2 separate regions of the Columba livia genome follow, and region 1 is linked to region 2. The links are chromatin contacts, called in public Hi-C maps. All regions are on one chromosome and are shown on one strand. The core of a region is the stretch at or near the end of the contact, and the rest is flanking DNA. Distances in the headings are between cores, read along the strand shown.

The links. A called contact is a pair of places that touch in the nucleus more often than the background predicts.
Region 1: a Hi-C map of crop shows a contact between it and region 2, with 6 times the contacts expected there. The contact joins the promoter of ZMYND8 here to the promoter of SLC2A10 in region 2. A contact is called at or near these places in 2 of 2 Hi-C or Micro-C datasets (crop and liver).

The regions. Positions count from the first base shown.
Region 1 is chr16:341,030-343,729 of bColLiv1.pat.W.v2, forward strand. It overlaps ZMYND8 (zinc finger MYND-type containing 8), which reads right to left and starts at 1,381. Exons shown (of 22, transcript XM_065031715.1): 1 at 1,211-1,381; 2 at 499-649. The coding sequence starts at 503. LOC110358999 (a long non-coding RNA gene) reads left to right here and starts at 1,526. Exons shown (of 2, transcript XR_002413863.2): 1 at 1,526-1,845; 2 at 2,474-2,700.
Region 2 is chr16:97,192-99,891 of bColLiv1.pat.W.v2, forward strand. It overlaps SLC2A10 (solute carrier family 2 member 10), which reads left to right and starts at 1,413. Exons shown (of 5, transcript XM_065031696.1): 1 at 1,413-1,760. The coding sequence starts at 1,757. All of the region lies in intron 9 of LOC110358998 (a long non-coding RNA gene), which reads right to left.

The sequences.
Region 1 (2,700 bases), core at 131-2,630, 240 kb after region 2:
TTACATAACAGCCAGCCATTGATTACCAGATGCAGACATTGAACTGGATTTCTACTTTTGTTTTTCACAAAACAGCAAGATAGCTTTTCACTCTTATATGCTACCTAAAGTCTAGTACCTGTTCCTTTTCTGCCTTTGTTGATGATCTACAATTATGATTCAATTACATATTGCAGTAAAATTACTTCAACTGCTGTTTTATTGTAAAAGGTTTTTTGATGTATTGTCCCGATTGAGCATTTTAATTACAGGGCAGAGGCACAAATCCATACTTGCTTCACTTCCCCTGTCCCAATTATACGAACTACTCTGTGTGTTCTTAACACAGGGTTTGTTTTGTTTTTCAGAGGTAGTGGTGTCAAGAAATAGTTTATACAAAGCCCAATAAAATAATAAATTAAAAATCCCAGTCATGGGTGGTCTTTTAACACACAAAAGGAAATCACATAGCCAATTTGAATGTGTTTGCCTTGTGATTTTTAAACTGAGTTTACTTACCTCATGACAATGGCTGGATCTTTCTTCTTCTCTGAATTTACTCAAAATCTGAATTAGCTAATCTTGTTCAACTGAAGCACAAAATAAAGGAGCCATTCTTAGGTACTTCTTTCTGTGTGGTCAAGCAGATCTCTGGTTGATTTCTAGAACTCTGTAAAAAACAATTTCATTTTGTTTTCTAGATAGTAGATGGACAAATGAACAACACTTAGTAGCAGGCTGAGTATTAAATCCCATCGGCAATGGGATCCAGAGGGACCCTGCTCACTGGGGCAGCCGAGGCCCCTCGGGAGAGCAGGGGGGACACCTGCCTGCCAGATGGAACCCAGTTTTTATTTTTCTCTTCCAATCCTGTTCTCTGGGATTCCATGCTACCCCCTAGCCTCCAATCTTTCTTTCATTGACTTTTTATTTTTACTAATTAGCATGGTTTTCCCCCCAAATTCCAGCCAGACCCAGCAGACAGGCAAATGTCTGCATTTCTAGGACTTCAAAGCACTCCGAATCCCCTTTCTCTGTATTTTAACGGTGGGGAAAGGAGTTTCTCAGCAGCTTTTGTGGTATTGTCTAGCTGCAGGTGAGGGAGCTCGGCTCAGGCTATAGAGGAGGATGAGGAGCCACTTCTCACCACATAGACGGGCCGCAGCCCTGGGACTCATGAGGAGAACAGACCGACCAGCGTGTCGCATAAGCTTTAAGAAAACAGAGCTACCTGGCCGCCACTGGAACCGCGGCGAGCACGACCTCACAGAGGCCGAATCGAATCGAATCGAATCGAATCGAACCGAACCGAACCGAACCGAACCGAACTAAACGGGCTCACTCCGCGAAGACGCTGCGCCGGCAGCCGCTTCAGCGCCTGGAACCGCCCCAGCGCCCCGCCCGCCCGCGCCACAAGCCAAGCCCCGCCCACGAGGGCCCGCCCCGCCCACTCGCACATGGGATTGGGTAGAAGACTGTATCTCTCAAATCGGACCCTCTCTCCCTGCGCAGGTACCCACCTGCCCCAAAACACCGCCTTCTCAGAAACCGCTCTTCCAGCCCGCCTCGCGATTAGTTGCCAGGACTGTCAGTCATAAGCACTCTTAAGCTGGATTGGCCGAAACTCGAAAGAGGTGGGCCTATCTAGCCCGCGCTGTTCACGGTGCGTGAGGTAAAGGCAAAACAAGAGCCCACGGGTGTGAAGCTACGAGTTGGTCGTTCAGAGCCGTGTGGACATCGCGCCCTGCCTGGCGATGGGCCTTCTGCTGGGGCTCATGTTTGCGGTACTGGCCGGGGGTTGCCGAGTCGCGCAGCACCTGGTCCTGCCGTGGGGCAGCCGGCGCCCTTGGTCCCGGAGCTTCCCCGGTACAGCCGTCCCGCTCGCCTCGACCTCCCTGCCGAGCAGCTCCGCGTCCCCTTCATCGGCCTTTTGCCTTTTTCCCCTCTAGGGTTTTGTCCCTGTTTTTTCTCTACCCCGAGGCCTAACTCCGTGACACCCTGCCCGGACACTCTCCCGTCCCTGCGTTTCGAGTGCAGCAGGTTGTCTTCTGTCCTGCCTCAGTTCAGAGTCCCTAGTGCCTTCCCTGCTGAGCTGTCTTTGCCAGCTCCCGCTCCCACCGTGCAACCCCCCTCCTATCTTCTGTCAGATTGCTGCTCTTTTCTTGACCCATTTGTCATCATTTCTGCACGTTTCATTCCTAGCACCCTCCCATAAACTCCAACTTTTACTCAGTTCCGGCCTCTTGAATTATAAAGCTCCTCAGGCCCTCTTGCTTAAAGCAGAGTCGGTTTTTACCTGTTTGTTGTGGCTATGTGCTTTTTCCTTTAGCTCTCTGTTTGAAAAACTCCGAGTTAGTTTCAACTGAAGCAAATACTTAACGTTTTTGATTCGTCTTTTTATTTTTTTTTTAATTTTCCTGGTCTAGTTTCTATACTTTTTGTGTGTGAAGCAAAAGTATGTGTTTGTTTATTGTAATTCAATTTAAAATTACAGTGTTGTCAATGGAGCAGCAAAATGAGAAGGCGAGAGCATCACCAAGAATAAGAAAATCAAACCCAGTGTGAGATACAAGTGAGTGTCAGAAGGCAACACTTGACCGAAGACTGTGATGTGAAAGATTGACACTGCAGAGCTATCATTTGGATGCCTTGTTATTTCAATGGTCACTATCAGGTTATTTTTTATATATATGTTTTTGTTAATAAACCCCTATTTATGAC
Region 2 (2,700 bases), core at 163-2,662:
TCTATAAACCAGGCAGATTATTGAAACACTTTTAATATTCACTATGTCTTTGAGAAGAAACAAAAGCAAAACCTTTTATCAACTGCTGCCTGTGTTGCAGGCCAGGTATCCAACAGACTAAGGCTGAAATTATATGCATGATCCGGTATTGTCCATCTCAAGCATCCTAAGACTATGAGTTCCATCAAAAAAAAGAGTTGGCACCACTTCTCTCCAGAGCAGAGATGTGATGGATATTCCCCTGCATAGAAGAATCATGATTCTTTAAATATTTCAATGTCCCATTGAATTAATGACTGAAAAAGCTCTTTCAGAGAAATATCAAGTGTTCCTCATTCTTCATCCAACCTGTTTACTTTTGCCTGTGTCAGAGGGCTGTGCCCGCACCACAGGCACGATGGTCACTGGTGCATGCCTTCCCCAACCTGGTCCTGTACTGCAGCAAGATGCTCTACCGGCATGGGCTCCACAGGGCACTGGTCTGGAGCTTGTATGGATATAACTGTGCGGTTAGATAAAACATTACCTGCAGTCTTGCACCAGCTCACAATGCAGGTTTATGGTCATTTGCACCTGCCCTTCTGTGGCAGAGCCTGTGGCATGGCCCTGGGAAGGCCGTGCAAGCTCAGCCCCAGGCCTGGTGCAGCACATCTTCCCTACGCCTGTCTGCATACCAGCTGTGATACAGCAGGCTTCGGGACAGCGCATGTACTTCACCACACTGCAACCCACCCAGTAACTGCAGTTTGCATGAACAGAACGGAGGCAGAATGTTTGCATTGTGTTAAAGAGTTTTGAAAGCACTTCTAGGCATATCAAGCTTTGTAAAATCTTTGTTTTACAAACTGGACTTTGAGATACATGAGTTTAGTTTCAAACTCGGAAACATATCTTGCATCCAAGTGCAAGTCCCAGTGTCTTTTGTGCAGTAGGCAGCAGGAAGGATTCTGTTCCACTGAGCAGAAAAAGAATGTGAATTGCAAGGGAAGCTGGATGCTGAAATGCTCTGCCTAGCAGAGCGCTATGTTGGGGGAAGGGGATGAGCTCCAGAGACTGATCCTTTCTTTTCCACACAAGAGAAAGTTAAGAATGCAAACTCAGGCTGCTTTTTTCTTTCTTTTAGCTTTGAAATGGCCACTGCTTTCCCAGCTGGCTTCCGTGGCTTTCCAGCCGAGCTACCTGAACTATAACAAACTGTCAGTCTCTTGGGGGCTTTCTAGAAGCTTTCTCGTGTAGAGGAGTGAAGCTCTGCATGGGAGAGGGTCTGCAGTCAGTGAGCAGAGATTCCTTCCCTGAGCTAGACACTGGGGACAGAGCTGTCATTCCAGCAACCAAAGCCATATCCTGCCATGTCCTCGTTTCCAGACCAATTAGCAACATACCCCTGCTAAAATGTCCCCAGCCACTCTGCGCGGCCAAACCCGGACTGCACGGAGCGCTCACACGCCCAGCCCCGGGTCACGGTGCGGCGGAGCCAGACTCACTCATCACCCGGGTCTTCCGCTCCGTCTTCCCGGCCCTTTGCATCAGCTCCCCGGGGCGGTGCCCGCCCGAGCAGCACAGCCCGGCGAGGGCGACCCTGCCGGGACACCCCCGGCTCCCGCACGGGCGGGCAGGGCGACTACACGCCCCAGGCAGCCCGGCCGGGAGGCAGGGCGAGAGCGACGTGGCGCTGCGCGGCCCCGCTCCCGCCGCCGGACCCCGCTCCGCCCGCACCCGCGCCCGCCGCCGCGGAGCGCCGAGGCTCAGCCCCAGCATGGGTGAGTGCCGGCCGGGCGGGGGGGCGGGGATGGCGGAAGGGGGGCAGCGAGCCCCTTTCGGGACGGGACAGCCGGGTTAGGAAGGGGCGCGTCCTGCCCCAGGAAAAAGTTTCCAAAAAAAAAAAGTTTTTAACTTTTCCTAAAGGCTGGGACTGCAATTCTCCACCCTCACCAGCCCCCTGTCTGTTTTTTTTAGCACTCCCAGCAGCAAACACAGCAAACAGAGAGAAGTAGTTTCCTGCGGCAGAGCCCCTGGGGCCGTCCCAGGAGCACCGGCGGGGAAGGGGCTGCCCCGGGGAGCAGAGCCCCGGGGAGCAGAGCCCCGGGGAGCAGAGCCCCGGGGAGCAGAGCCCCGGGGAGCAGAGCCCCGGGGAGCAGAGCCCCGGGGAGCAGAGCCCCGGGGAGCGACAGCTGTGCCGCCGGCAGCAGCGCCTGTTGCACTGCCTGTTCGCATGGGTGTAGACAAGCAGGGACCTCAGCAGTCCAAAAGTCAGCCCAGCCTCGGCCAGGTCAGCAGCACTGGTCACTGCTCAGTCCTGGCAGGCAGACCGGGTTTTGCCGCGGCAGGGAATCGCCTGGCGCAGTTCCTCGCGAGACTCACCAGACTTTCTGTATTCATGTAAGGATCTGAAGAGCCTTCAAGTTCCCCAACTAAATCAGAACAGACTATACACAAAGCTGGATTTCAATCAAAGTTCTTAAACTATTACACCTCATCAAGTTAACAAGAAATACAGCAAAATCTGATGGAATCAGCTGTGGTATTTACAGCACAGTTGGCTGTGTCTAATTGAGTTTGTGGCTTGAAACTAATGTCATGTCCACTTTATGCAAAGCCTTTTGTTCTCAGTGAGCAAATATTTTTTTTAATTATTTGCATAACGTGTACAAGGAGCAATAAAAGCAGTGCAGGTAGTCACAGAGCATGGCGGGAGGGACT